Linked DNA regions of Mus musculus: region 2 is linked to region 1. The links are chromatin contacts, called in public HiChIP or PLAC-seq maps. All regions are on one chromosome and are shown on one strand. Each heading gives the region's core, a stretch centred on a gene start, on an enhancer-like site or on the middle of the called end of the contact. The rest is flanking DNA. Distances are from core to core; before and after follow the strand shown.

The links. HiChIP or PLAC-seq counts read pairs in DNA pulled down with a chosen protein or histone mark.
Region 2: an H3K4me3 HiChIP or PLAC-seq map of embryonic forebrain shows a contact between it and region 1, with 2.4 times the contacts expected there. The contact joins the promoter of 2610307P16Rik here to the enhancer-like site in region 1. A contact is called at or near these places in 1 of 15 datasets of contacts at CTCF or cohesin (the NIH/3T3 cell line), 7 of 484 Hi-C or Micro-C datasets (bone marrow-derived dendritic cells, double positive thymocytes, embryonic stem cells and 3 more) and 3 of 115 datasets of contacts at active chromatin or transcription factors (embryonic forebrain, embryonic midbrain and embryonic stem cells).

What each region holds. Positions count from the first base shown.
Region 1 is chr13:28,809,149-28,816,740 of GRCm38.p6, reverse strand. All of the region lies in intron 2 of 2610307P16Rik (RIKEN cDNA 2610307P16 gene), which reads left to right. Among named protein-coding and RNA genes, the nearest start is that of 2610307P16Rik, 72 kb to the left of the region's middle. Within about 2 kb of position 5,015, at least 52 of the 459 cell types and tissues checked have an H3K27ac peak or open chromatin away from gene starts, as enhancers often do. A contact at or near this core is called in embryonic forebrain, embryonic stem cells and muscle stem cells, where this site is marked.
Region 2 is chr13:28,880,881-28,888,472 of GRCm38.p6, reverse strand. 2610307P16Rik (RIKEN cDNA 2610307P16 gene) reads left to right here and starts at 3,051. Exons shown (of 8, transcript NR_045054.1): 1 at 3,051-3,329; 2 at 4,896-5,158.

The DNA.
Region 1 (7,592 bases), core at 3,766-6,265:
AGCCTGCTGGATGCCTCAGGACATCTCAACAATAAGCTTTATAGCCTGAGAGGAAAAGCTGCAGGACTCTGAGGCCTCCTGTCTGCCTTTGGCCCTCAAGGCACAGGCACCCTAGCCCTCCAGTCCCTGAACTGCAGTTAGGAAAGCAGCAGCTGAGCAACTGTGCAAGTCTCAGACTGACAAACAAGTCACCTGGGACTACATTAGCCACCTGTACATGCGCACAGAACACAGCCTGACTTCTTCCTCTAGCAGAGCTCATCATGACCACCCTAAGTCATACTTACCTAGACTGAAAGGCCCTTTGGGTGAGACCAGGGATCTATTCACATACAACTCGGTGTCATTCTCCTAGGGTCTAAAAGTGATGGTTAGGGTTACTGGTCAACCTGACATTCCAGGAACTCACCTGGAGAGAGGGTTTCAGTAAGGGATTGTCTAGTAAGATTGGTTTGTAGGGGATTTTCTTCCTTCCTTCCTTCCTTCCTTCCTTCCTTCCTTCCTTCCTTCCTTCCTTCCTCCCTCCCTCCCTCCCTCCCTCCCTCCCTCCCTCCCTCCCTCCCTCCCTCCCTCCATCTTATTGGTGTTTTCAAGACGGGGGTTTCTTTGTCTTGGAACTGGCTCTGTTGACCTGGCTGGTCTCTCACTTACAGAGATCTGTCTGACTCTGCCTCCCTAGTGCGGGGACGGCCTGGCTGTAGTAGGGATTTTTCTTGATTAGCTTAGTTGATGTGGGAAGACCTCGCCCACTGTGAATGCCAACATTTCCCGGGTAGGGGCTTGTGAGCTGCACATAAGGCTGCAGGAACTAAGCTAAGCACCAGCAGGTACACATGCCTCTATTCCCCATCCGCTTTTCGGATGTGGTGGGACTTGGTTGAGGTTTCTTCTGCCATGGCCTCTTGGCTTCGGTAGACTGGAACGACAGCAATGGGAAGAAAACTGAAGCATCATCCTCCAGTTAGGAGTATTTGAAGGGTCACCCTTTGGCTGGTGATTTAGGATTGGCTGTGAGGTCAGGGGGATAGACCCACGTGGCAGTATCACTGAATGGCTTTTTTAGTAGAAGAGAGAGGAACACACTTGCCGAATCTCAACTGTGAGGTGTCCTTTGCCATCAGCAAACGTTAGCACCAGCCTCCAGAATAATGAGCCAGTGAACTTCTGTTCTCTGTAAAGTTCTCAGCCAGTGGTATTCAGTGACAGCCAGGGAAAGTAGACGAACATAGAAGGCAAACCATGCTTATTGCTGGTATTCGGCAAATAGTTGCTAAGCAAATGTTTAAGAGGCCAAAGTTGTGTGAGTAACGTCTCAGAGCATCCTCCTTTTGGATCGTTTCCAACTCCTCATCAAGCTGGAACAATAACTTAAAGGTTGCACCTTCAGAGACTGAGCTGGGTCCTGGTGTTACCAGTTAGGTTTGCAGTCTGCCTTCAGTGCAGACAGCAAGTTTATAGCGCTTCTGCATTTGGTGCTCTGATTTTGTAAGGGTGGAGGGAACCATGGTGGATGGAATTGTCAGTCATCTTAATATGGCCTTAGGTGTCCCTTCGTTAAGGCATCAATTGCTGTGTTTCAGGTATGACTTTGTGTACTAAGGAAATGGCTATGAATAAGACCTGGTGTCTGTTCACAGAGGGAGCTCTCAGCAGCAAAGAGGGTGGGGAGTGGTTTAATGGATGAGCACTTGTCCTTTAAGCTCCAGGACCAGGATCCTTAGCATCCTCATAAAAGCTAGGCAGGTGTGGTAGAGAGGGGCAAGGAGTTCCAGGTTCAAGGAGAGACCCTACCCCAGCAGATAAGGTGGAAAGCAATGGAGGAAGACAGACAGAATAAACCTGTGTGGCCTAACATACACACACACACACCCCTGACAAACAGTGAGTAGTAATTGCTGTCTCTGAATTGTCACAGAGGCTTTAAAAAGATAAGGAAAGGAAGCACAAAGGAGAAGGGAGGAGCTCTTTGCTTCTGCTAGGGGTGGGGGGAAGGGGAGAGGCCCCTTAAGGTCCTAGTAGGGGGTGCTAGACACAAACCAGGGTTAGGAATGTGCCCAGAGTGGCAGCGTTCCAAGCAGAGGAAAGAGCCTGTGTGAGCAAGGCAAGGTGCAAGGGGATAGCTTGGAGCAAGGGGATAGCTTGGAGCTCGGAGCCCTAGACTAGGATGCCAAGTAGGGACACCAAGAACAGAGATCATCTGGAGACCTGGACACCGGCTGTGGGTAGATTGGGTTCTGCCCTTGTGGGTGCCAGCTGCACTTGAGTGGGCGAAAGCAAGTTCTCAGTACAGTCAGTATCTAAAACGCAGGTCTTAGGTCTTGCTGAGGCAGGAGCCCAGGGCAAACAGTAAACAGAGGCTGTAATGGGCCAGAGGAGTGATGAAACCACTCCTCCTGTTTAAATTACCAAACAAGTTTAAACACAGCAATTCAGACGAGGGCCAGGGGTCACTGACACTATAGCAGAGTCCCTGTCAGGGTGGCAAGGTTCTCTTGAAGTTAAGAACATTAAGGGTAAACTTGATGTCTGTCCTTTCAGCATCCAGTGCTTGTGTGTGTGTGTGTGTTTGCGCATGCCTGTGTCCATGTGTGGGCACTGAGTGACTCTGGAGACCTTAGGTGATCTCCCTATACCATATTCATGTAGGCAGGACTTTTTAGTTGAACACAGAGTTCACCCATACAGATAGTCTAGCTAGCCAGCTCATTATGGGCATCCGTGGTCTCCGCCTTCCCAGCCCTGGAATCGTAGGCAGACTAGAGTATGTACATGGGTGCTGGAGATCTGAACTCTGGTCCTCGTGCCTGAATAGCAGCTGCTTTACCCACTGAGCCATCTGTCCAGTGGGTAGACGACTTGGGACTCTTGGGTAAAATGCTTGGTGCTGTACACGTCAGTGCTGCGCTTTCTTGATGGGCTGTATGTGAGCAATGCAGCGGCTGGTAAGTTGTATATGTAAGATAGGGGCAACAGCAAACAGAATCGTGAGTGCAGGTCACTCTCTTAGTTAGGGTTTCTATTGCTGTGACGATGCACCATGACTGTACAGCTCTTAGAAAGGCAAGCATTTGGAGCTGGCTTACAGCTCAGAGGTTTAGTCCATCATCATCATGGTGACAAGCATGACAGCATGCAGGCAGATGTGGTTCTGGAGAGGTAGCTGAACTCTCGTTCTCTTTCTGGAGCCAAAGGAGGAGAGAGTGACACTGGACCTGGGTTCTGAAACCTCAAAGCTGGCCTCCAGTGACACACTTCCTCCAGCAAGGCCACACTTTCCAACAGTGCCAGTCCCTATGAGCCTGAGGGACTATCACACTTTGTGGGATGGGAAGTACTCAGTCAGTCCCAGCACTTGCACCACAAGTATGGAACTTGCATGCTCTCTTCTCTTTTGTGTCTGACAAATAGTTTTAGTGAAGAAAACTTGATATTTTAATGTCCTGATGACACTGTTGCTCCTTGTGTTTCTTTATGTACTATCAGACATCTGTTAAATACATACTGTGTGCCACTTTTCTATATTTGTGGAAACATTGTAAAGTGAAAGGCAACTCTATTGTCAACTCATTTCCAAAGAAAATATTTGTCGTGGGCTCTAGGGACTGTTTGGGTGACAATGTTGTCCTAACTGGTTTATTTTATCTTATTTTATTGACTGGTTATTTATTTTGAACTCCAACAAGGATAAGGCTCAGCCCTTGTGTCTCACTTCTCAGTCTAGAGGGTAGAGACTAATGGTTATAGCAATGAAATATAACGTGTGGATGCTCCCTAATAGGTGCATACAGGGTGACCTGGGAGAGTGTGCATTTTCTGAGTCTAAATTCGATGTAGGGCAAGTCAAAGAAGGATGAGGATGAAGGCCCAAGGAAGGTACAGGAAGGATCCCAGGGGTACTTGCCAAAGTCCAGGGTTTTTGCATGTCTGCCTGTCTGTCTGTGTGGGTTTTTTTTTCCCCCTGTGTGTATATTTTAATAAGAGGTACAGATCTGGGATTCTGACTGAGATGTGGAGTGTGTGCTAGGAATGTGGATAGTTGGTAGGAACATCATAAAGACTCAGATCTTACTTTGCATTGCCCAGAGGGTTTTGGAATGGGTCTGTCTTACTTAGTGAGGATTTCCACTGCTGTGAAGAGACACCATGACCAAGGCAAATCTTATAAGGGACAGCGTTTAACTGGGGCTGGCTTACAGGTTCAGAGGTTCAGTCCTTTATCACCAAGGGAGGAGCATGGCAGTGTCTAGGCAGGTGTGGCGCTTAGGAGCTGAGAATTCTACATCTTGTTCCTAGGAGGAGACTGGCTTTCAGGCACCCAAGAGGAGGGTCTCAAAGCCAACCCCAATGGTAGCACACTTCCTCCAAGAAGACCACACCTCCTAGCATTGCTACTCCCTGGGCCAAGCATATTCAAACCACCACAGGCTCCTCCTGCTTTCTAGGAAGATTAATGAAACTGGTTTGTAAAGACACAACTGGACAGTGGGAACCGTTGACCTTTAGTGGGTAGGAGGAAACAGCCCAGCTAGGATTGTGGAAGTGGTTAGTCAGAACCCTTGGGGACCAGCTGCTATGGTGGGATCTTGGAGAACAGGTGAGAAGAGAATGCTATTCTTTGAGCTGCCCTGCGTGCTACTTCTGTTCTGAGGCAGGCATTATTTTCAGGGTAATTCAAAGTATTAAAGCTGTTTGATCTCCGATACCGTTAAATTCCCTGCCTAGCCCAGTCAGTGTATGGATGTGTTGCAGATGGAGGCAGGGGATACTGTCAGACGGGTGAATGCGCTCTGATTTTGATTTCTCCCTTCTTCCTTTCAAAGCTCAAGGCCAGTTGCCTGTACCTCATTAACATGAAGGCAGCTGTGATCCTGTAATCTTCTGCCTTTTTTCAGAGAACTCGAGAGATGTTAACCTTTCTCGGAGAAGGTGATTTTCACAGCCTTTGGATAAAAGCGCTCAGTTCTACCTTCAGCTGAAATCAATGGGGCTTCCTGTTTATCAGAAGCCACCCAAGATGCCTGTGTCCCAGCCGCCCCACACTTCAGTTTTGTATTGTTATTCTGAGTCTGATGCTGTCCAGTGGTCCCCATCTGCTAGGATTTCAAGCTCCATTCTTTTGGGTTTAAAAAAAAAAATCAAGTATAACAAGAAAAAGAGAAAAAAAATTTTTAGAAAAATGTTTGATTTTTTTTTTTCTCCCCTTTTTGGTGAATTACCAGCTTTTCCTCCTTGTGAAACGCCATCAGCACATTACTGGGAGAACCCAGTACACCGTGCAGCAGAATCCCTTTTAATGTAATATGCTTTAATATAAAACATCAAAACCGGCTGCATTCTGTCAAAAGAGTGTAGACCTGGAATTTTAATTTGATTATTGTCCCCAATTTTCCCAGACTTTCAGAGGCAAGTGTGTTGTTTGAACAGCTGTTGCTCTGGTAAAGTCTCAGTAACAAATGAGTCAGGGAATGGTTTTGTGTAGCAAGATACATCAAAGGGACTTCCTGAAGAAGACAGACCATGAAAAGAAGGAAGAAAAAAAGGCTGGCAGCCATTGGAGGATGGTAACAACTATTTTTTTTTTCTTTACAATTGCAACGGTTTGTTCTAATAAGTATTTTCTAATGACCTTATAAATTGCTGACCTAATTTCTTTGGAGCTTTTGTGCTGGGTAGAAAGAAAATTTGCAATGAAAGTCAATAGGAAAGGAAAAACCTGCTAAAACCCAGAAGCATAGCAAATGGTAATGAGTAGTGTGGTTAATTTCCTGTCATCTGTGTGTATGATCCATATGCCGCCCCTCCCCCTGTGAGAGAGGGGGAGGGGCTGTGAAATATGTCTGCCTGCAGATTTGGGGGAAAAAAACGATCAAATTAACATATGAAAAGATGCTTGAAAGCAGTGTGGTGTGGAAGGGCTTTTGGCTTCCATCTTGCTACCTACTGGACAGGTTTGAAAACCTAAAATAAAATTCAGCTAACCCAGGGAAGCCGTGATTCACCCAAGTGAATAAACACTTTATTGCATTTGCTAATCTAATTAATCAAACTCTACTTCTCCTTTCCAAAGGAGATTCACAGCCAGTAAAATAAATTAAATCAACATTTTTTTTTTCCACCCTCACTAAAAATAAGCTTTCTTTCCCCGGGTAAATCGGTCATTTAAATTCCCTAGGCTGTACTGCTGTAGTCTGCCAGTAGGAAGCAATTGTAGGGACTGGAACTGTCTCTGAGAGCTTGAGTTCTGAGCCTCAGGTCCTCTGTCTCAACCCCTCTGGACTGACCAATAAAGTAAATTTTAGCTGAAGTTATTTTTAGAAATAAGTGGACCATGGATGTTGTTCATGGATGTTGTAGATCTGCAAATAAGGAGATTGGCGTATTTGTAGAATAAAACTGTGTCAAATGCCAAGAAATCCTGGAAAGGTAAAGATACTTAAGGTTGAAAACGGTGGTAATGGGGACTTAGAAGGACTAGCAGTTAGTTCCGTAGCTTATAAGTCACCTGCTTTATGTTGGGTTTACCTAATTTTAAATCATTAGAATAAGATTTGATTTTAGATTGCACTTAGATTACCTATGAGATTTTCTATACACACATGTTCACAGAAATACTGTGGACAAGGGAGTGAAGGTCAAAGTTCTGATGAGAACACATCAGAAAATTTCAGAGTGACAGGTGAGAGGCGTCATATATAAATATAACTTAGGAATCACCTACATGAGGATAAGCCAAGAAGCTAGAGCTGTGGTGGTGTTCAGTTACGCTGATGAATTTGTGGGGTGTGTGTGTGTGTGTGTGTGTGTGTGTGTGTGTGTGCGCATGAAAGCTAGAAGTCAACCATTTTTGAAAAAAATTAGGCTAGCTGGCTAGCTGGCCAGTGAGACCTAGAGCCCCACAGGACTTCCTGGGATTATAAACAGGATACATACCTGGCTTTTTAAAATATGGATTCTGAGGATCAAATTTTTGTCTTTATTCTTTCACAGCAAGCTCTCTACCCAGCTTCAGGTTATAAATGATTGTTTTGCTTTTTTTTTTTTTTTTTTAAGGTAAAACAGCAAGATGTGGACATAGGAGGCTACTAGAGCTAAGGCACTCACTGCTTCCTTAAGGTCTGTCTCCTTCTCCCTAGCCAGCACCCTTCCAAGGAAGAATCTAAAGAAGAAATGAGTCTTCTCTTTGGTGCCTTGGGTTTGAGGATCAAAGGCTCCCAAGGATTCTCTGATGGACTAACTCCCATTCTTTCCAGTCTTGTCCCCCTCCCCCCTATAGTATGCTTTAAGTTCATTTACATGCTTAATTAATCTAAATTAGAACGTAAAGGACGATGAGGCCATGACCACATTCAGATCTGAATGTCTGTGGGGACTGCAGTGCCCTTTGAAGGGATTCACAGTCTTAGAATTGCTTCTTTTTCTTTCAGTAAATCTTACAACTTTCTTTCTTCCTTCCTTGCCTCCCTGATTTTCTTTTATTTCCCTCCCTCCCTCCTTTCCTTTCTTTCTGTCTCTTCTTTTGAGACAGGAATTCATGTGGTCCAGATGGGCCTTGAACTTGCTGTATAGCTGAGGCTGTCTTTGACTCTATGTAG
Region 2 (7,592 bases), core at 1,802-4,301, 74 kb before region 1:
TGCAGGAGTTGGAGTGTGTCTAACATCTTCTATGTAAGGCCTACTCTGAAGGGCTTTGCTGCCTGGCACCTGTGGCTTGCCCCTCTGTACCAACCACAGTGGTCTTAGAGTGCAAAGAAGGCAATGACCACAGAAGTCAAAAGGGAGGGTCATGCAGCCAAGTGTCATTGTTAGAAGCCTTAAATCAAGCTTGGGCATGGTAGTAGACTCCTTTAATTCCCACATTTGGGAGGCAGAGGCAGGTCCGTCTCTGTGATTACAAAGTCAACCTGGTCTACATAGTGAATTTCATAGGCAGTCCAGGGATATATAACAAGACCCTGTCTTGACAATGACGACGACGACAACAACAACAACAACAACAGCAACAGCAACGTGTTTCATGGCAGCAATCGTAACTCTAACTGAGAGCAAGAGCTATGTTTTAAAACACAGCAGTGCTGACAAAGACCATCCCTGAGACCCTTCATGAGCTGCCTGAGTAAGAGATATTTCCAGGGAATCTTTTTGATCTTTCTTTTTAATTAATTAATCAATCGATTTATTTATATATTTATTTAATTTCATCACAGGGGCTCACTATCACAGAATAGCCCCAGGCTATTTTGGAGCTCACTTTGTAGCCCAAGATAGTCTTGAATTCAGTTATCTGACATCCTCAGCATCCAAAAGATTGGGATTATGGGGGTGTGCCACCAGGGAGGATTGGCAGTATTGTGCACTGTAAGGATAACTGGAGAACTGGATATTATTTAGGAGTTAGAAACTACATAGGGTGACCCGACCTACACATTGGGAGTATTTTCCAGAAGCGGCTGTACGGGCTTTTCATGACCTTTAACGCAGATATTTAAGATGAGCGGGCAGGAAGTGCTTATTTGCAGAGGGAGGGTACATTTCTCCTAAAAACAAAATTCTGGAGATCCTCATAATTAAACAAAGAGGAGAATGTGCCAGACAGAAGTGGGTGGGGATATTTCCTCTTTGTGGTTGTGATGCATTCAAGATTCCTATCCTAAAAAGAGGCTTTTGAACTTCCGCAAGATAAGGGGCAATTTCAGGACACTGTGTAGGTGCCACCAGTAGGTAAGGGTCCCAGCGGACCCCTAGTTGGTGGCCACGTGTTGCCAGGATCCCAGGCGCGATTGCGGGACCCGTGCAATCTTGGCGGGACCCGCGCGGGTATGCGCCCTGCTAGTGCTCCCTGGTCCTCCCTCTTGGAGCCTCTTGAGCCATTGTCCTTGCCCTTCCCTGTGGATCCTTTATTACTTTGCTACATTTTCCAGTAGTTGCTTCTACCTAACTCTGTCCCCCCCCCCCCCCCCCGACATTCCAGACCCAGCAGGGTCCTCAACTTAAGAAACTGCTTTTAAAGGAACTAATGGATTGAGTGTGCTCTGCTTGCCTTTTGGCAGAGGGCAGTCCAGCATTCGGGTGGGAACCGGCACCTAGCAAGGTTGGAGGACCGACCTTGGAGAGCGCATCTCTGTTTCTGGGATGTTATTGTCTAGGTTTCTTTGGGCCAGCAAACCTTGAGCGCTAATTCGGAGGAAGTTGGTTACAAAGTTTCAGACAGCTAGCGGAGTGCGCGCTCTGGCAGTCTGACAGAGGAACACTGGGCCCAGTGCAGACCCCAGGAGATCAGAACGGAAGCCCTCTCACAGAGTCTTTGTTCTCCCCTAGGGGAGAGACTTGGCAAGCACTGGAAGGGTGCTTGTTATGATCCACACCCATGACATTCCAGACCCAGCAAGGTTCCCTTCCTACCCCCTCTTCGCATCTTTAATCCTAGCCAGGAATACAGCTCCCTATGCCCCCTTTCACCCCATCTCTTTACCCTCACATTTAACAACTCATTGGGTCTTCCCTGTCTAGATTTGGAGAAAGAGTATATAAGGTGCGTGGACACCAGCAGGAGGTTGAATATTTGCTTTGGAATGTTTGAGTGTTTTTTTTTAAACCCCCTTTGCCCTGAAGACTGAATATAAAAGGCTGCGTGTCCCTCTACCTTCTCCCACCTTCCTGCTTTTCTTCTATTCTGGTGAGATCTAGAAAGGAAATTGGTGCAGCTTTGAGTTCCTGGGGTGGGGGGAAACCATGTTGGGATGAGAGCTGAATGCTGCGGTGTAAAGTGGGGACCCCAGTTCTGGAACTGATGGATGATTTTCAGAAGGCTCTAAGAAAGACTGAGAGACTCCCAGACAAGGAAGACACCTGGCTTGCCCAGGACCAGAAGGTGGGGGAGGGAAGAGGATGGGGAGTTAGAAGTGAAGGAGGAAGACCCTGTAGCTGTGAAAGGAAGGGAACTAGGAAGGAACAGTAGGTTTGGGAAGGAGCCATGTTAACCTGAGAGTCTTGTTAATATAGTTGGAGATAAGAGGAAGTTCTCTGAGGTTTGAGCCGGTGGTCTCTGTTCAGGCCCCCCCCCACCCCCCATGAGTGGCATAGTACCAGCAGCAACAGGTAACCTACAAGGGCAAGGTGTAGGTCCCTGTGGGATACTTAGTGGCCTCTGCCATGCAGATTTGAGGGTTTTCCCCTAGGGTCCTGTGTGGGCACTGATGAGGGAGGGAGAAGAGACTTTTCCATCACTTAGAACTTCTTTGAATTCTTCCAGGCTGTTGGTTGGAAGAGGGTACATAGGATGGAGGGTCATGGATGGAGAGGCATCTGTGAGCCCTACCTATGATTGTACCTCTTACCTTAAAGGGTTGACTGGCTCCTTCATATTACATCTCTTGGGATGCTGAGAAATGGCAGAAACTCATTGCCAAAGTGAACCGCTCCTCTCCCTGATTGGCAGGGAAAGTGCAAACAAAGAGGTGCATCTCCCGGAAACAATGAGTTTGGAGATTTCCCCGGGCGTGAGAGCGCGGACTGGAAGCTGGGTGTTCAAAGGGTGTGAGAAGGGACCAAGACCCGCATCTTCTGGGCAAAGTTTTCGGGGAGATGGAAGGAGAGAGGGTCGGGACTGAGTTGCTGGTCTTGGGGACAGAGCAGCCGGAGCTGCGCACCAAGGCTTAGAGTCGGGCGGGAGATGCGGGGAGAGGGAGGGGGCGGGGAGGGAGGGGAGGGAGAGAGGAGGAAGGGGTGAGAGGGAGAAACCTGCCGCGGCTCTCCGCCTCTTTGTCTGCTCTGGGACTTGGAACAAAAGGGGAAACTCTGATGAACTCCTTCTCCAGCTCCCTGGACGCCCGAGTATCTCTTTCTCGCAACTTTGTCAACGCGACTTTCTCCGCTGTCAGGCTGCGCAAAAGTATCCTAGCGCCTCGCAGGCTGCAACAATGGAAACAATGTCCCTTCAAAGTGCGACGAAGTGGAGGGAGAAGGTGAGTGACTTGTCCTGTTTGTCCTGCTTCCCTCAGGTCCCCCTGCTCCCAGCCCTTCCGAGGGCAAAGTCATAGATCTAGCAGCCAAGTTTGACTGTTTCTTTCTGTTTCTTGTCTTTTATTATTATTTTTTAATTGTATCTCTTTTCCCGGTTCTCCTTTTCTTTTGTTCTTTTAAACTCTCGCACAGATTGTTTTGTTTATTTTAAACGCCTTCATCTCTTGTGCTTCTTCTTTAGGGGTGGTGAGGGGCTAAGAAGAAGGGCATCCAAACTGGATACTGCCTCGCTTTTCCCCGGTTGTGTGTAGATTGGAGGAAAACGTTCTGATAAGAATGGGAATTAGATCAGGCTCACCCACACATAAGCTCTGACTTTGGTCACAAAAAAAGAAAGATGCAGAGGTGGGGGTCATTTCCTCACGCGTTTTCAAACTTCACTGTCTCTGGAGCGCTCTGGAGACACGAAGCGTGCAACAATAGAATGTAGACAGGGTTTGGGTGGTAAGGGAGTTCCAGCAAATTAATAGGAGTCCGGGAAGTTTTTGGGGGCTGGGGTCCAGTTGAGGAAGCCACAGGTTCCAGACTGTCAAGAGCTGCGCAGATGAAGCTGATGGGGCCTGGACCATTAGTTAAGAGTCCGCTCCCCTCACCTCCGTGGTTTGGTTCAGTTTAATGACCCACCCAGAATGACCTATTGCTGTCCTCGTCGGGATCCATCCTCTCTTAGGTGTTGGCGACCCCCGGGCCTATCTCAGCCAGTCTGAATAGGAAGGGAACCACGAGCCTGCCGAGCTCCCCTGACCTAGCCCTCCGCCCCGCCTTTTGTGTTTTAACCTTTTGTTTCTATCGGCCACACCCGCCCAAAAGAGCGGCGGCTTTTCGTCTCTGTTCAGCGGGGAAGCAGCGAGGTTCCCTCCAGATAGCGGTGAAGGGCGGCTTCCTAACTTTGTTTCCCAAGTCCCCTAACTTCGGAATGCTTCTGCATTGGTTCTTGCTCAGTAAGTCAATATCTTCACTTTATATGAACTATCTTTTGCTGTTTTTCTACTTCGTTCCAAAAGTTGTTTATCTCTACCAGCCACTTGCGTTCATTAAACAACAACAACAAAAAAAGATAACTTAGAGATCTAAGTTAGGGTCCAAAGGACAGAGGTTGGCTTTATCTGTCGGATGCCTTTAAATATGACTTTATCTTGATTCTGCAACACAAAACCCGGCTCATGGTCTTCAGGTATGTTTGTGGGCTCCGTCCAAATACCAAGGTAATTTATCACCTTCTCCACCCTCTTCTGTGTTTCCAAATGCTGGAGGTGTTCTTCAAGCTCCTGGAGACACTTTTTAACAAGACAAGTCAAACACAGAACTCATCCTACTGCGGGTGACTCTAGGAAGCATCCAAACAATGCATTAACTTCTGAGAGTTAGCATTCTGCAAGGTGCCAGAGCCGGGGAGCTTTGAATCTTTATGTCAAAGACTGAAAGGAATTAAGACGACAGTTATTCTTTTAGGGAGGGAGTGTATAGACTGTCCCGACAACTAACCTTAATACATTCTAATTGTATAGGTGTCATACCAGCGACTCCAAGAGTCATGTCACCCACTTAGCAGGAGTACTTCTACTGAAATGCCTTCGAATTTCTCTTACTGGATATATACCTACCAGCCGCTAGCATGAAGATGCCAGGACCGCTGCAAGTTAGCACTGGACAAAGTAGCATCAACTTCTTCATTTAGAGTTTCTTCAGTTAAATTGCTGGGATTTTCGACAAGGCTTTCCTTATGTGGATTATTGGAGTGTGATGCCCGAGAATTCTCTACTTGTAGAAGGTATGTTTCTTAGACACCCACGAGCACTTCCTTTTGGGCCTGATACTTAATGCCACTGGAGATCTGTCTCCTTGTTTTGAGTTGTTGCCCGCCTAAAGTGACTTAAGACTTTATGTTTCCTTCTTGGGGACTGTGTTTTGTAGATAGTTTCTGAAGTGGAATGATAATTTGGGAGTATCTGATGAAAGTTTATTGATTTTTTTTTACCACGTATTCATCAATATCTGCACGTATAATGAATGTTGATTTATGTAGAGTTATATATGTTTTATGTCAGTAATGAGTCCAATATGTTCAACAGGCCATACCTTATTTTATTTGTGGCTGATTTTCTCCTTAGATACCACCGTGAATATTTTATTTTAACAGAACAGGCTTGCATTATGTTGTTGTTGTCGTTATTATTATTATTATGCATCTTGACAGTTCATTTTGTTAACAAAATCCAGAAGTGACCCCCAAATACATACATTTCTAATGGTAGACTGTCAATACAAAGTGTAGTGGGTTCTCTTAGAATGGAAGCTTTGGCCTTGCCATAACCAAAGGACACGAGGGAGGATTCGATTAACCTTCATGGCAGATACCCAAGAGTTCTTATTCCCTTTTGAATACCTTACGATTAATTTCTGTTCATATCTGGGAATGCAACTAAGAATTCTCGTCATCTCAATGGGAACATAAAGAGTTGCTTTCTTACAGTGTTTCCTGCCCTTGTTGAAGCAGCTTGCTCTGAAAACTCAGTTAGGTCAAGAAAAACACAATAATTGGAAAAAACTTTTATCTCATTATAAGTAAAATAGAATGAGTTTGGGATTTGTGTAAAACTAGACTCTGGAACCCTTCCACGCTTCTTTTCTATCACCTATAAAACAAAGGTTTAAATGAACTTCTGCAGTCCTTCATCTTGAAGAGGCTCCGCCTTGTCCACTGTTCCTGCAGCTTCGATACGTTTGTTAGGAAGTTTATTTTCTAGTTGCTAAACAAGAGAGGGATGGCTTTGGAGTCTCGTTCTCATTACTGGGCTTCCCTGCTGCAGAGGATGCTTTCAGCAGAGTGTGCTAGACAGAGGTGTCAGTGTTCCCTGTGTTTCACTGAAAGTTTATCTGCTGGAGTATTTTTTCTCACACAGAGGGGACAGTGTGACTCTTAAGAAGAGTATCACCCTTCTGAAGTTACTATATCAGAATCTGGTTTAATGGCTACCTAGTGTTGGGCTCAAACGTTTAGACTCAGGCTTTGGAATGCGTCCCAGCCCAGGCAATTACTCTCTTGTGACTTCTTGCCCGGGTTGCTTGATTTCCTTGAATCTTGCTTAGTTTTGTCATTTGTAAAGTAGGTACCCTCACACCCGTCCCATAGGGTTGTAAGAAGCATCTATGTAGGGCTGGGGATGTCCCTCAGGTGTAGAGGTCTTTCCTAGCATACATGAGACCCTGGGTTCAATTGCTAGCACTACTAATAATAACAGAACGCCTAAAGCATATATGTCTGAAAAAAATGTAACAGGGGGCTGAGCATTAATTAATAAACAATATTCCTATAAGTTTCTTCAATCAGTAATGTTTGGATGCCTCAAACTTTCTTAGCTGGCTTACAAAATATAAACCATGTCCCACAGAACTATTACTAATATAATTAAAATCAATTTGGATGCAAGTGTGCACATGCTTGAACATGCCTTTCTCTAAGAACATATTTTGTCCAGTCCTGTTGGCCAATCAATTTCAGGTTAATTTGCGTCAGCAAATACCGGTTAAGCATAAATGTGAGCTAACCTGCTGCTGAGGGGCCTGGCTTCACCCTTCCAGGTAGGAAGTCTGTCGACTGAGATGACAGTTAGTTTCAGAATTTGTTTACTTAGATTCTCTCTTTTGTTCTTCCACTTATTTGTTTATTTATTCTCTGCTGGAGCAGGCATGTGTGTGTGTGGCAGTCAGAGAATAAACATCTCGCAAGAGCCCATAATTTTTTTCCTTTTACCTCGTAGTTGTCTGGGGAATCAAACTCGAGTCATCAGGTTTAGTGATAAGCGAGTGCCTTTATTGGGTGAGCCACCCGACCTGCCTGCCTGTCTACTCTGAAAGCTGTTAATGATGAGTGGACTTGGCTATAGCTTTAAAATTTGGGGTGACTGAGGATGTAGCTCAGTTCGTGTAGTGCTTGCCTAGAGCTATGTGAATCTTGTTGGTTGACTCAGACCTGTAACCCCAACACTCACCTGGAGGACGGGAAGTTCAAGGGCATCTTTCACTATCAATTTGAGTTTGAGGCCAGCCGCAGCTACATAAAGAAGCAAGTGTTTATTCACTAGTCAGCTAAAATGTAAAAGCAGTGGCTTCATGCGTTATCAACCTGCAATTAGGAACTGTCACATACCTTCTGATTGTAGTTTTTTTCTGAGTTGTCTTTATTTAAATAGAAATTAGGGTTT